Regions from separate parts of the Salmo salar genome. Here region 2 is linked to region 1. Evidence: chromatin contacts called from public Hi-C data. All regions are on one chromosome and are shown on one strand. The core of a region is the stretch at or near the end of the contact, and the rest is flanking DNA. Distances in the headings are between cores, read along the strand shown. Region 1 holds the start of znf692 (zinc finger protein 692). Region 2 overlaps LOC106613838 (F-BAR domain only protein 1).

Evidence for each region. A called contact is a pair of places that touch in the nucleus more often than the background predicts.
Region 2: a contact with region 1 is called in a Hi-C map of muscle, with 2.3 times the contacts expected there. The contact joins the enhancer-like site here to the promoter of znf692 in region 1. A contact is called at or near these places in 2 of 3 Hi-C or Micro-C datasets (blood and muscle).

What each region holds. Positions count from the first base shown.
Region 1 is chrssa10:24,378,332-24,386,292 of Ssal_v3.1, reverse strand. znf692 (zinc finger protein 692) reads right to left here and starts at 3,666. Exons shown (of 12, transcript XR_006756922.1): 1 at 3,585-3,666. It overlaps lpxn (leupaxin), which reads left to right and starts at 4,558. Exons shown (of 9, transcript XM_045687542.1): 1 at 4,558-4,820; 2 at 5,632-5,723; 3 at 5,812-5,897; 4 at 6,049-6,151; 5 at 6,394-6,675; 6 at 6,923-7,096; 7 at 7,236-7,317; 8 at 7,458-7,606; 9 at 7,831-7,961. The coding sequence starts at 4,808.
Region 2 is chrssa10:24,431,288-24,439,248 of Ssal_v3.1, reverse strand. It overlaps LOC106613838 (F-BAR domain only protein 1), which reads right to left. Exons shown (of 28, transcript XM_045688608.1): 5 at 7,488-7,629; 6 at 7,194-7,346; 7 at 6,858-6,962; 8 at 6,115-6,213; 9 at 5,820-5,916; 10 at 5,598-5,715; 11 at 5,452-5,482; 12 at 4,898-4,958; 13 at 3,720-3,898; 14 at 3,421-3,445; 15 at 3,230-3,286; 16 at 2,516-2,567; 17 at 2,170-2,297; 18 at 1,648-2,008; 4 more. Among protein-coding and RNA genes, the nearest start is that of trnaa-ugc, 21 kb to the right of the region's middle. Within about 2 kb of position 4,283, at least 4 of the 13 cell types and tissues checked have an H3K27ac peak or open chromatin away from gene starts, as enhancers often do. A contact at or near this core is called in muscle, where this site is marked.

The DNA of each region.
Region 1 (7,961 bases), core at 2,417-4,916:
GGAGTTGTGCCTGGTCGTCAATAGTTACCAAAGTCATAAACCTAGCCTATTTCTACAATTTATTTTCTTAACATGTGATTTGAAACCTAACCTTAACCACACTGCTAGCCCTACGCCAAACCTTAACCTTAAATGAAGACCAAAAAGCACATTTTATGATAGCAAATTTGGACTTTGTGTTTGTGGTATCTAGTGGAAAACGTTGTGCTTGTAGGTCACCCGCATATCTGCCCTCTCATTGGCTAGAATGGTCCCATCTGATCTTGCCTTACATTTTTCAAGAAAATGGGCTCGTTGAGTGGTAAGGTGAAAGCAACTGACTGTAGACGAAAGTCGAGGAGGAAAGTTGGGGGAGGTGTATCTGCGACAGCAAAAAGTCGGACACTGATGTAGTTTCCAACTCCCATATCACACACACATAAATTGAACATATATGTGTGTACATTGTACAATGAATTGGTGAGAGAGCCTCAAATATAACATTCATAAATGTTTACATTTCTACTGTATACACGATTTGCGTGAATTGCGGCAGAGTTGGTCTCTATTTCAGTCATGTCTTTGGGCACGTCCTTGGTCGTGTGGGTCAAACAAAAACACCCTAAATGATTGGTTGACAATAGAGTCTCCCACAATGCAGGCGATGGCTACAGCATGAAGTTGCAACTGCAGAAACTTGCAGTCCACTGCTGTAAGGCTTGGGCGTTGTAGCAGAGGAATCAGACGCAGGAAGCAGCGATATAGGGTCATGGCTTTTAATGAGCCCAACGGCGAAAACACAAGCCACCCCAAACAGCAATCTGAGCGCACACAAAACAAAGTGCCCCAAACACAGGGGACAAACACAGTGGGCGCAAACACAGTCGGCGCAAAACACAGTCGGTGTGTACACAAGCAATACAATCAGAGAAACAATCCCGCACAAAGAGCAGACGGGCCTACTGGCTAATATAGCCCCGCTAATCAATCCAACACAGAACAGGTGCAAACAATAACGGAAAGGGGAAAACAAAAGGGAATCAATGGCAGCTAGTAGGCCGGTGACGACGACCGCCGAGCGCCACCCGAGCAGGAGGGGGAGCCACCTTCGGTGGGAGTCGTGACAACTGCAGTCAAAACGTCATTACCTTTGATAACATGGTTTTTGTAAAGTTCATGCAGTCGACATGTAGGCGCAAATCGGATAATTTTAATCCTCATAATGCAACACACTTTGAAAGGTGGTGACCAACGATGGTCACTGACTTGACAAAACTGATCCACTCGACCGTAGCCATTTATTTTCATTGTTAGAGCAGCCATTAGTATTTATTTTATTTAACCTTTATTTAACTAGGCAAGTCAGTTAAGAACAAATTCTTATTTACAATGACAGCCTTCTCTGGCCAAAACCTAACCAGGACGACGCTGGGCTAATTGTGCGCCGCCCTATGGGTATCTGGTCAATATAGTGGATAATCTGTGTTATAACTGTTCCCTCGTTTCAGAAATTATTCATTTGTTTTTTTGTGTATTGAAACATTGTAATCTCATAATGTAACATTGTCGTAGGCTACAGATTATTTAATCTTCTGTAAAACACACATTTCTAGAATAATACCCCTAATTTGCTCCACGGGCAGTGTACTACTATGGCTGACCATGTAAAACACATCTCACTGCATCTGTCCGGTGTATGTGAAAAATAAAACATTTCATTTTTTTGGGGGGGGGGAGAACTCAGGTTCTCAACTTAATGTTGTGAGTTAGAATAGTAGAATACGGCCAGTTTTGTGGCCAGTTATCTAAACTTGTTATCATGCTCTCTTCGAGGCAAGCAACACTGAAGTATGCACGAGAGCACCAGCTGTTTTGGATGACTGTGTGATAACGCTGTCGGTAGCCGATGTGACCAAGACCTTTAAACAGGTCAACATTCACAAAGCCGCGGGGCCAGATGAATTACCAGGACGTGTACTGAAAGCATGCGTGGACAAACTAGCAAGTGCCTTCACTGACATTTTCAACATCTCCCTGACTGATCCTGTAATACCTACATGTTTCAAGCAGACCACCATAGTCTCTGTGCCCAAGGAAGTGAAGGTAACCTGCCTAAATGATTACCGCCCCGTAGTACTCATGTCGGTAGCCATGAAGTGATTTGAAAGGCTGGTCATGGCTCACATCAACAGCATCCAGCTGGATACCCTAGACCCACTCCAATTCGCATACCACCCCAACAGATCCACAGATGACGCAATCTCAATCGCACTCAACACTGCCCTTTCCCACCTGGACAAAGGGAATGCTGTTTATTGACTACAGCTCAGCGTTCAACACCATAGTGCCCACAAAGCTCATCACTAAGCTAAGGACCCTGGGACTAAATACCTCCCTCTAGAACTGGATCCTGACGGGCCGCCCCCAGGTGGTAAGGGTAGGCAACAACACATCTGCCACGCTGATCCTCAACACTGGGGCCCATCAGGGGTGTGTACTTAGTCCCCTCCTGTACTCCCTGTTCACCCACGTCTGCGTGGCCAAACACGACTCCAACACCATCATTAAGTTTGCTGATGACACAACAGTGGTAGGCCTGATCACCGACAACAATGAGACAGCCTATAGGAAGGAGGTCAGAGAACTGGTAGTGTGGTGCCAGGACAACGACCTCTCCCTCAATGGGAGCAAGACAAAGGAGCTGATCGTGGACTACAGGAAAAGGTGGGCCGAACAGGCCCCCATTATTATCAACGGGGCTGTAGTGGAACGGGTTGAGAGTTTCAAGTTCCTTGGTGTCCACATCACCAACAACCTATCATGGTCCAAACACACCAAGACAGTCGTGAAGAGGGCATGACAAAACCTTTTCCCCCTCAGGATACAAAAAAGATTTGGCATGGGTCCTCAGGTCCTCAAAAAGTTCTACAGCTGCACCATCGAGAGCAGCCTGACCAGTTGCATCACCGCCTGGTATGGCAACTGCTCGGCATCTGACCGTAAGGCGCTACAGAGGGTAGTGCGTACGGCCCAGTACGTCACTGGGGCCAAGCTTCCTGCAATCCAGGACCTATATAATAGGCGGTGTCAGAGGAAAGCCCATAAAATTGTCAGAGACTCCAGTCACCCAAGTCATAGACTGTTTTCTCTGCTACCGCACGGCAAGCGTACCGGAGCACCAAGTCTAGGACCAAAAGGCTCCTTAACAGCTTCTACCCCCAAGCCAGTAGACTGCTGAACAATTAATCAAATGGCCACCGGACTATTACATTGACCCCCCTCCATTTGTTTTGTACACTGCTGCTACTCGCTGTTTTTATTATTTATGCATTGTCACTTCACCCCTACCTACATGTACAAATTACCTCTAACCTGTACCCCCGCACACTGACTCGGTACCAGTACCCCCTGTATATAAACTCGTTATTGTGTTACTTTTTATATATTTTTTACTTTAGTTTATTTGTTAAATATTTTCTTAACTCTTCATGAACTGCACTGTTGGTTAATAAGGGCTTGAAAGTAAGCATTTGACGGTAAGGTCTACACTTGTTTTATTCAGCGCATGTGACAAATCAATTTTGATTTGATTTGAATTGAATTACCTGCTGGGATGTGGGTATGCAGACCTCGAGCAACTCATGATGAGTTCAGATTTTTTGTGGCCCCTACCCCAATCAAAGTTGCCCATCCCTGATATAAATGGATATGAAATGCATTATGATGTCATAATAAAGTAATGACGCTCACAAAATGAACTCATTATGTCATCACACAATTACACTGTAATAATGTCATTATATATTACATTTACATTACATTTAAGTCATTTAGCAGATTATATTATATATAGCAGACATTATATTGGGATGTCATGATGTCAACAATTTATGGCATTATGTAATCAATATGCAATAATCTATGTTGTCATAAATATGTCTACTGAAAAACCTTCCCATTATGTTATCATATTGAACTATTATGAAGTGGAACAATCTATTCACCTATGTTACACCATTATTAAGCACAACTATCTTATAGTTAAATAAACTTTGAATCTTTCCCTATTCAATTTTCAGATAAGGGGGACTGCTCTCTCACCTTTCTTATTGATAGTTGACCATTTAACCCATATATCATCAGCATTTAGAAGATAGTGGTTGATAAAACATGTATGTACATACAACCTGAGCTTTGTATAACTACTCACCAGGTCATGAATTGACCTTTAACATGTTTTATTATGAACATAGTAGAAATATGAGTAGAGATGAGTAGAAACATGAGAAACATGAGTAGAAATATCTTAGAAGGTATCCAGTGTCTTCAGGAAGGTAGCAGTGCACTCAGAGAAATTCAAGTTAACAAAAAAAACAGACAAAAGGAAATGACAGTTTGACCTGATTAATTAAAGGGATAATTCAAGATTTTGGCAATTAGGCCCTTTATCTATTTCCCCAGAGTCAAATGAACTCCTGTATACCATTGCCAAAATGCAGAAGTATCCCTTTAAGGATCAAGTGAGAAGTTTATTTTCTCCGGTGAAATAAAATGTGTGATTTGAGTGCTCCATAGATACTTATAGACTTCCTGTCATTGCCCTAATGCTAGTTAGCAACTTCCTTCAAACTGCACGCAGAGATATAAAAGTCATATCCACAAGTTCATCTGATTTTGACATTATCCTTTTAGGATGTGTGCCAATTAACTGTCAGTAAACCAACACACACACACACGCACGCACGCACGCACGCACGCACACACACACACACACACCCCGCAGAACACGTAGGCTCATTCACACAGTGCACAAGTATATTTTTCAAGCATGGATGACCTGGGTGAGTATTCTTTCCTCTGCTTCTGTTGTGATTATTAAATATAAAACAAAATGCAATAGATAAAACTAGAAGGGAAAAATGAAATTGCTCAGGAGGTGTACATGAACATGTTTTATGGTGTGTGGTGAATTAATGCTTGCCTTGCATTACATTGGTCACGCTGAACATGTCATGTGTTCTATCATATCTATTTAAATTGTATTTTTGTTGATATGATTGTCAATGTAAATTCACAGTGAATCACAGAAGGTTATCTCTGTTGAGAGACAGATGGATTCTTGACGTTGTTGACGGAAGTCATAATTCCGTTCCACTACCAACCAAATTGTGAGAAAGCCAGTGGATAGCGATTATTATTAATATAAGTGTGTGTTTTTAATAGAACAGTTTGTTTTTACTTAGATTTTTTTTATTGATTTGTGCTCCACCAGTGTAGTTATGATTTACTTATGAAGAACTTAGGATAAAATGTCTTAAAATTAACACAATTACTTAGTAGTTATATGTAACGTTCCTTTTATACAGATTATGTATGAGTTAAGAACAACACTGTTAGTCATAGAGGTTTGCATCAGTTTCAAAAGTTTCACTTTTAGTGTGAAGAGATTGTCTGTAACTATAGCATCTCTTCCACCACTTCCTCAGGAAGCAGCACTGAATGCAGCAACCACAGCAGATCAATGGGTGCACCTTGCAATCTGCAAGAGGCGACCGTAATGAGGCACTGCAGCTTATCTCAGAGGAGTTCTGTTAGAAATGCCTTTTCTGAATTATAGTACCTACCATATATATGTATGTGTGTTTGTTACAGACCTTTTACTAGAGGAGTTGGCTTTCAACTCAACTGGTCCAGAGTCGGCTCCTCAGAAGAAAGAAAGTGATACAGCCAACACATATGGACAGGTAATGATAAAATCACCTCTAGCAGTTGTTGTTTAGTCTTTTGTCCAATTACTTCAACTGGATGTATATTCTAGCCATATGTGTTAAGTGGCATTTCCTGCAGGTCCCAAAGGTGTGTTCTGTTGGTCTCCATCCAAGGAAAGGAAAGGAGCCAGATAGCACCAATGTATACAGGTCAGCCACTCGTATGTCAGCCCATAGATAGCCATACGTAATGACACTGGGTGAGACCATACAGATAGAGCTGAGACCACAGATTTAAGTAATTGTCCAGTGTCCACTCTATACCAGTGCTCATCTGTGGTTTGCTCTGTGTGTTTGTCAGTGAGTTACCAGCTCCAATGGAGGCCGGTCTGCTGAGCCCTCGCTCTGCTTCCAGAGAGCTGGACTCCATAATGGATGAATTGCTGCTTGACCTGGAGATGGGGGTGAGGAAACATCTATCAGTGAATAAATACACTGTTGCTCAGAGCATGAACAGAGGACGACTGTGTCTTTCAGTGAAGTTGACCTGATCTGACAGCAGAGGGCAGTATAAGCAAGCTAAACAAATATCGGAAGCTTTAGTGCTACTAGTGCCACCAACATTAATTTCATTTTCATTTTTCATTCATGTATATGAATGGATGCAAGTCTGTTTTGTGGACACATTGATTTTTCTCATCTTTAGCTGCCAGACCCTTCTCCTCCCTCAACCCCACCACCACTTGTGCAGAAGTCAGTCAAAAAGAAACAGATTGGAGAAAAGAAAGAAATGGATGACACACAAGTGAAAGAAGAGAGCACAAACAGCCCAAAGACTTCTGATCTGGAGCACAAGGTGTCAACACAGAGAAAAACAGACACCATAGATGACATTCTGGGAGGCCTGAGCTCTGATATGGAGAAGATGGGTGTACACACCATGGCCAAGGGTCACTGTGCTTCTTGTGGAAAGGTCATTGTGGGAAAGGTAAACAGCTTGAGCTGCCAAACAATTTACAAAATCCTGCTTTCAAAATAGCAGTATAGGCGAAGATGATCAATCGAAAGTACCATTGCCAGTATGTGAAACAACCCACTGGGCACAAGCTGGTTGAATCAACGTTGTTTCACTTCATTTCATTGAAATTATGTTGAACCAATGTGGAATAGATGTTGCGTTGATGTCTATGCTAAGTGGGAATATAGTATCACTTTTTCTTTCTATCTTTCTGCAGATGATCACAGCCCTGGGCCAGGTGTGGCACCCAGAACACTTTGTTTGTGTGGTGTGTACGGCGGAGCTGGGCACCATTGGCTTCTTTGAGAGGGAGGGGAAGGCCTACTGTGAGAAAGACTACCAGCATCTCTTTTCACCCCGCTGTAGTTACTGCAAGGGCCCCATTCTGAAGGTACAACGCCTTCTCTTTGGATTGGACAGTATCACCATTATCTAACGCTGCACAAAACCAGCTCACCACCTCTCTAGATCTGTTAAGTTGTTATTGGGTTTACCTCACCGCATGCTGGGCTCTTTGACCTCTCGCTCAGAACATCCTGACAGCGATGGACTGCACCTGGCACCCTGAGCACTTCTTCTGTTCCCACTGTGGGGAGCGCTTTGGGCCTGAAGGTGAGGGAGCACACATCTATCTGCCTGACAGATAACACTACAACCACTACAGTTCCCTACAGGGTAACATAAATTATAGACCACAGTGTGACAGAGAACACTCTCCTCTCTTTGCGTGTGTGTCCTTTAATGTGCCATAGGTTTTCTGGAGAAGGACGGGAAGCCGTACTGCCACAGAGACTTTTACCATCTCTTTGCTCCAAAGTGCTCTGGCTGCGGAGAGCCTGTGAAAGAGAACTTCCTGACTGCAGCCAACGGCACCTGGCATCCCAACTGCTTCGTCTGCTCAGTGAGTCTCTCACCACAGATCACATGGCTTCGGCTTAGAAACTTCTGCCATTATTCAAACAATACGCTTTGAACAGCCAACAGCCACAATACATCATTGTCCTGACATTACCCATTTACCATAATCGTCCTCAATCTCCAAAAAAAGAGTAGGCCTACTATACCAACTAGATAGAAGACGTTTTCTCTCTCTCTTTCTACTTCTCTCTATCCCTTTCTAACCAGGACTGTCTGAAGCCCTTCACCGATGGTTGTTTCCTGGAGCTGGATGGTCGTCCCCTGTGCTCTTTGCACTTCCACTCCCGCCAGGGTACACTGTGTGGGGGCTGTGGAGAGCCCATCTCTGGGTGCTGCAT
Region 2 (7,961 bases), core at 3,034-5,533, 52 kb before region 1:
TCAGCAGGTCTGTGTATAAAAAGTAATAACATTGGATCTGGTGTACAGAGGGCTTATGTATACTGACCGGTTATGCTGTCCACCTTTGAAGTAAGCGTTGATGTATTCTGTGATGGCTGCAGCCACAGGCCAGGACTCCTGGGTGCTCAGGGAGATTGGGCTCGGCCCGCGAGACAGATGCACTGTGGGGAAAATAGCCATGTCTAAGACGCAATGTCCTTATTCATAAGTGCTTTATGCTATTGGGTATCTTTCAAATATTGGTATGAAAATTGTTGTTTAGACTGTGTAGGCGTGTGTGGTCTTTGTGCAGGTGTGAGAGGGGTGAGGGCTGCCCACCTCTAGCAGGGCTGGTGGCATGGGTCTGGGCCCCCCACTCACTAGGGCTGGAGGAGGAGGATGAGGTGAAGTCCGGGCTGGGGTCCGGCAGAGGAGATGAGCACACTGACCTGGACTGAGACAACAGGGATATATAAGGGTTACAGTGTGGAGAATGTCATCGTTCAGAACATACCCTCTTCACAGAACATTTTCTCTGCTCAGCTCAATCAGAAACATATTTTAGTTGTAACTTTTTTTTTCTACAGTCATCATTCATGTTTGGAAGAATGAACAGGACTACTGTTCTAGCCTTGCTTGTCAGACTTATAGCTGGAGAAGCCACAGGTCTGTGAGTGAGACCAGACCTGAGCTGCTATAGTCACTCACTCTCTCACAGCCACTCAGTCTGCCTGAGGACCTCTTGGCTCTGGCTGGTCTGGGGGGGGCTGCCACCAGCAGCTCTGCACTGTGTTGCCTGAAGCTATGCTTTGAACCTGGAGAGGAAGGAGAGAGGGAAATGACCAATATTACAACCTGTAAAACAAGAGGAAGTTGTCTAAAAGACTGTGTGGCGTTTTGAATAGTGTGAAATATATTTGGGGAAATAAAAAAATACAATCCCAAAATATAGCTAGTGCATAGACATTTGAGCCCAGTAGCGTAGTGTGTAACATTTGTACCTTTGTGTGAGCCCATGTTGCAGGATTGCTGTGGAGCATTCAGGTCCAGACAGTTCTGGTCTTTGTCAGTAGAGAAGCACAGGTCCTCCTGTGGCCCAGAATTCAGTGTGAGAGGCAGGCCGCTCCTGCGTGGCTCGCTTTCACTGCATGACTCGCGTTGCTTCCTCCCTCCCTCATTGACCACTCCACCCAGGGCCAGAGACCCAGCCGAGGTCCCCTCACTGAAGGGGTTGTGGACAGAGTTCCAGTGGACCAGCTCCTTCTTCGGCTGGGATAAGGGGAGGGATTTGGCGTTGGGGGTCAGCCTACTACTGCTGACACTGTGGGTCAGGACCCCTGTCGCGGCAGCCAGGGCTGACTGGTGGGTGGGGCTGCCAATCATAGTGATGGCGAATGGGTCGTCAGGTGATTCTGGGGGGCGGGACGCTACGGTCCCGTTTCCTGTCCATGTCCTTGCAAAATGAGGGGGTGGGAAGGGTTTTACTGTCACTGGAAAAGGGGTCGCTCCGTACCTCTATCCCCCTCCCGTCTCTGGAGGGGCGCGGAAGTGGGGGGGCCCAGGCGTCAGGGGGGGGCAGGGTCTCCTGGGTGACGACGGTCCTCTCAAAGGCAGCCAGGAAGGGGTCTTCAGGAGGGATGTGTTTACAGCTCCACAGAGCCGGGTCCAGCTCTGGAGGGACCAGGGACTGGGAGAAGACCGGGAAACGGAGGGCTGAGAGGTCCATGTCTGGAGGGGGGTGGGGGGACCGTAGAGCAGCTGCCCAGATACTGGCTGGGTCGTCCTGGGGGGGAGTGGGGGCTGCGTCCTGAGGAGGGGTCTCTAAAGGCAGTAAGGAAGGGGTCTGCTGGCCTGCCCAGTCCTGCTGGTTCTTTACTCTGACCTGCCGATGGCCACGCTGCCCAACCAGCTGTCTCAGGGGAGGGACCCAGGGGCTGATGGGAAGGTGAGTCCAGCCCAGAGTCCTCTACATTCTCAGGAGAGGAGGAGTCAGTGGAGAAGGCAGCATCTGGAGAGAACAAGGGCAGACAATCATTCTACCTAAAACAGTATGTATCATACATAGGAACAGGTGTTTTACTGACTATGTGATGGGGAAAAACTTCTGTCCCTAATTTTCATCAATAATATATCATATTATTAGTATATTATCATATTAACCATATTTACATTCAGATGCACCAAAGACACTCTCTGCTCTCGGTAGCTGATCTCTACCAGCAAAGCTTTTGGACTTAAAGGCCGACTCCAGAGGAGGTCCAAAGAGACTGTCTGAGCCTGACGCAGTAGAACTCAACCTAGAGGGTGGGTGAGCGAGAAGGAATGAGAGAAGGAGATTATGCATCACCAGGAGCCAATAAAAGCATAGCCAGAGATAATGTCAGGATTTGACAGAGTGATGCAGCACTATCATCAGATCTCGGGCTGGCTTCCTCTCCCACAGCATCTCTCTATCTCCCTGCTGCTCACAGCTACAGCCATGCACGTCAGAGAGGAGAGACTGACTTTCACTCACCTGCTGTGATCCGGACTGGAGATGGAATTGCGTAGGCCGTCCTGCTCTCCCTCTGCAAAGTGTAAAAAACACACACACACACACACACACACACACACACACACACACACACACACACACACAGTTAGTGAAGTTTAATTCGTGACTGCTCCCCAATCAGTCCCAATCAGAGGGAGATGTGATTAACTGGAGTGCTTATGGAGGGCAGAGCCATAAGGGAATGCCCATTATCTTCCATTTTGATACATACCAGCCATTAGACCAGTTCTCTAAGCAGCATCAGCCCGGTGCTTTATGCTACTGTTTTAATTAAGGCACTCATCGTTAATCATGTCTGCTCATTTCCCCTGCTTTATTCCATCTCCTCCGCCAATAGCCTCCTACTGTAGCATCACAGTCTGCTATTCCCCCACTAATAAACCATGTTCCAGACAGACCGAAGTGGGACAAATAGACAGCGTCTTTCAGCCAAGGTCAGCCACCTCTAGGATTTATTACTAGACGGATACGCACTGCTAAGCCTCGCCAGAAGCAATACAGTAAATCACATTCACAGCATCACTTCAGACTGGTAGTAATAGTATCCTTGTGCATGAATACCATATGAAATGGATGTTTATGACCTTTCAACAGTGATAGAATACATTGTGGTGAACTGATAAAGTACTGATGCTGCAAAACCAGTGGTGTGGAGAGAGTGCTAACTCCACTTACCCCTGTGGGGGGCGCCCTCTCCCTCCCCCTTTGAACGGCCTGTAGTACTGCTGTTTCCTGTGGACAGGACAAGGATTCAGAGAACACACTCGCGCGCCCACATATACACACAAATGTGTGCGTACAACACAGACAGAGACAGACAGAAATCCAACTTTTTTTAACCAGAAGCTGAGTTTAATGGAACTTACTGGAACGATAACGTTTCACTGACACCTGGAACAGAGGGAGAGCCGAGTCGTTAATTACACTGTATGGAAGCATCTAAACAATTAAGCATGCTTCTATCCTGCTGTTTTTACAACAACATGGAGAGATAATTACCAGGAAAAACCAACATGGCATAATACACAGATAAGCATTTCTGAGCTTATCTTTTTCATCAGACGTCTGATACCGCCACATGAAAATGAGTGACACATTTCACCCCATCCATGCCTCCCCTTTGGTCCTGTACTCCCTCCTTCCCCCTTCTCTTTTCCCATTGTACCCCTCTGTTGGGGGGCAGTGTGAGTGCCCCCACGGTGGCCTTCAGCTCCATCTCTGTAGCAGCAGAGTTGCTGCTGCTGCCCACCGGACGGATCTGAATGTGGAACTTCTTGGGCTCCTCGTCGTCAAAGTCAGAGTCGCTGGAGTAGAAGTCGTTCTCCTTGTCCTCCGTGGAGCAGCGTACGGACAGAGAGCTGGGTTAAGGAGCAGTGACCTGAGATAGAGGCTTGAATGGAGGGAAGATGGCCTAATGCTGCCTGGGACAACTTCAGGAGTGTCAAGGTTTCCATTGTCCTGTGTTATACAGATACCTCATCTATGAGTTTAGAAAGCAGTGGAAAATCTTCCTTTAGGCTTGCTTGAGCTTTATGGCAAAAATGTTTTCACTCAGGCATTTTGTTGAGGATAATGCTATATGGCTTTATTAATACCCTCTGGGGCCATGTAGACTAGAGAGTATAGGACTGCTGACAAACACAGAGCGCGCCAGAGGTGACAGCGTATAAAACAGCCAACCGAAACATTCTGCAGCTCCATCTGACCTTATCTCCTTCCTGTTATTACATGCTGATCTGCACGCACGTGTGTTAGTGTCGGTTTGCTCGCAGGCATGTGCTGTGAGTGAGTGCCTGAGAGAGACAGATCTCCTGTCAGTATATTTGCCGTTACATAAAATACCTAACGAGTGTAACAACTGTGCTGAGGAGAGTGACAGAATGACAACAACAGAGGGAGGTAGCCTGCTATCATGGCCCCCATTGGCCCTGCCTCATAATGGACTGGAGTTGGAATAAGGACAGAGAGAGCACTTAGGGAAACGGGGATACCTAGTAACTGAATGCAGGTGGATGAGGGGGGGGCCGGGAACAGTGGGTTAACTGGGGCAGTTAAGGGGCAGAACAACACATGTTTATGTTGTCAGCTCGGGGAGTCGATCCAGCAACCTTTCGGTTACTGGCCCAACGCTCCTACCCACCAGCGAGAACTAGCTAATGTTCTATTCACCTAATAGGAGACGTCTAGAGTGCTTTATGAAGATGTAACACTCTCTTACACAGTGGCAGGAAGCCTTGTTTTCAATATGAAGATAAAGAGGTCTGTCAAAGGCAAATATTACAACAATATAGCAGAGAGATTGACTATCATCTGATAGTCAGTGTCACTGCCTGGAAAGGATATCATTCTGACTGACGTCGGCTCGGATGACAAACCCCTCCTCATCCACCTCCAGGGGAGAGTTCTGTGTGCAGAACAGAGAATACCCAGCCATGTCAGACACAAACATCAAGACTTTATCCTAGTGTTTGATATGCTTAATAACAAACCTCAACCCAGACTACTGATGTTATCATCAGAAGTGTTATCACTTCAGGGGCAGTGTGTGAAGACTACGACCCCCCCCCCCCCCATGACACTTGTCTGTTAAAACAGTCCTGGCAGCCCACTGATCTCGACCCAACCTCAAAAGCCCCTTCTCAGAAGGATAAAAATAGGCAAGGTAACCCAACACTGCCAGACACGTCATTGTCACACATATGATTACTCCCCCTTGCTCATACACACGCACAAATGCACACGGTGACACACACACACGTCCATCCGTCTGTCAGGAAGTTGGCAGGGGGCAACGTGATGTGCTGTTTAAACCACCACAGATGTACAAATGATAATGGAAGAACTGACATTCACTTGATGGTTTTCGTGCCACTGTGTACAAGTGTGAATTAGCATACACTCACTGGTGTCTCCGTCACAGCCGAATCCCTGCAAAAAGCAACACATAGGTGAATGTAAGTGACAAGATAATATCCCAGATGAAGCTGACAAAAGAAAGTGAGGGGAATTGGGATTGATCATCTGTGTGTGCGTGTGTGCTCACGTTGAGTCTGGCTCTTTGTCCCTCTTGCCCAGTCCAGGAATCCTGAAGGCTTTTCCTCGACTCTTCTTACTCCCCTCAGGTACTGAAGCTGTCATGTACTCCTCAAACCCCACCAGGGCTGCCACACATAGGGATATACCACAGTGAGGACAAATGGGACACACGCTCACGCGTACACACGCTGGGATCAAACCATCCGTTTATGGTGTTTGTGTGGTGTACCTGGTCTGTCCTTCCCTGTGCCCTTCTGCTCTGCAAACCTCTGGATGAGGTTATCTATGCCGATGTTCTCCACGTTCTGTTTGAACTCCTCATGGACCTGAACAGAGGAGAGAGGGGCTTCTTACAGTCAGACAAGAGCAGCTCAAGAGAGAAGAAGCATGCCTGAGAGAGAGGGCTTTGGAGTGTGTGTGTTGTGGATGTGAAGTTTGACTATAGCAGGACAACCGCCCAGAGAGGGCAGTTAAATCCCTCCAGCCAGACTGTGGCCTCCTGGGTCAGTGTCTGGGTGACCTACCTGTCCCACCTGGACGTGGGTGTCCTCTATGGAGTGAGAGTATCCCTTGATAAGCTGTTTCATCTGCCTCAGGTGGGCCTCCTCAATGTCCTGGAACTTCTGTACACAGGATGGGAACACAACAGTGTTCAGACACCAAGATGGGTCCTAATTACAGCAAACTACCTCAAAGCACACCAAAACACTACTCAAAATACCCACAAACCACCACAAAATGCCGTCAAGTAGTAAGAACTGAAACCCAAAGAACCCCAAGACACAAAATCCAAAGGCACTTATCAGCCATGGCAACTTTAAAAGAACAGAACCAGGCGCAAACCATAATAGTTCCCATCCCAGATAATAACCAGGTGCTAATCACAACACAGCATGTGGGCTAGAGTAATGGCTTGAAAGAACAGGTCATTTCCCCCATCATGTTCTGGGCTGTAGTCTTCATGAAGCCACACTGAGCTCTCTCTACCCGACACATAATTAGGGACAGATCTCCCATTGTAGCTATTAACAGGTAATTGGTCACCAGGATTCCAGTCATCATTTCATACCCAAATATAGCAACGCTCATCGGGTTTGTTAAGGGTTTCCTTGGAAACTGCAGGTAGCCATGGAGATGTGTTCATTGTGAATAAAAGGGGTTTATGTTAACTTAAAGGGAACCCCAGGATTGGGCCACAGTGATATAACATGTCTGGTTCCTCCAGGGAGTCTGTCTAACCTGCCCCAGGACCAGTGGACTGACTGACCTGAGCTGATTCACTCATCTTCTGCTCGAAGTCTCCTCCCACGCGGTTATACTTCTCTATACACACAGCAAACAACTCGCCGGCTTTCTTAGACTTCAGCTCCGCCTAGTGAGAGGAGAGAGGATGATTATAGACTTCATCCAGTCATTACTGGAACCTTTATTTATCCTGGTGAGAACAAATGATCTATTATAATAGTAACCTTGTTTGACTCCCTACCATTAGTAGTCAGTAAACTTCCAGCAACCATTCATTTATAAACAGTAGGCACCCTGTGGTCATAACAGTTAAGACAGCTCTACTGTAGTTATACAGAATGACACCTAGTGGACAGACCTTCTCCAGTTCTTTCTGGGGGGCTCCCTCTTTCCTCAGTCTGTCCAGCTCAATACACTTGGAGTGGTATCCCTCCCTGGACTTCTGGAGGTGACCATTCTGGACCTGAACTGCCTGAACAGCCTCCAGGGTCCCCACCTGTTCCTCCTTGGTCTGTGAGAAACACACCATGCACATTCTTAAATGATTGTAGATTGGCTGTTATAGATTAGAATATAGTGAGTGATTCATGGGAGGACAGAGGTTGCATCATCATGGAAACATATGGTAAGAAGAGGGGCTTCCTCATGTTACCTTGCGGTGAACTTTGACCTGCTCGTCACCATATTTGTTGATGTCCCGGATGAGGTCGTTCATCTTGCGCATCAGCTCAAGGTGGCAGAGAGCCAGCTTGTCTGATGACACCCGGAACACGTCCCACATAGGGGCAAACGTCCTGAGGGCCACACAGCAGTATGTCACCTACGGTATAAAGTCCTAACGACAACTTAGTTTTTTTAATCTAATAATAACATAAACAGTGTACAAAACATTAGGAACACCTTCCTAATATTGAGTTCCACCCCCTTTAGCCCTTAGAACAGCGTCAATTAGCCGGGCCATGGACTCTACAAAGTGTCGAAAGCGTTTCACATATGCTGGCCCATGCTGCTTCTAATGCTTCCCACTGTTGTGTCCAGAAGGCTGGATGTCCTTTGGGTGGTGGACCACTCTTGATACACACAGGAAACTGTTGAGCGTGAACAACCCAGCAGTGTTGCAGTTATC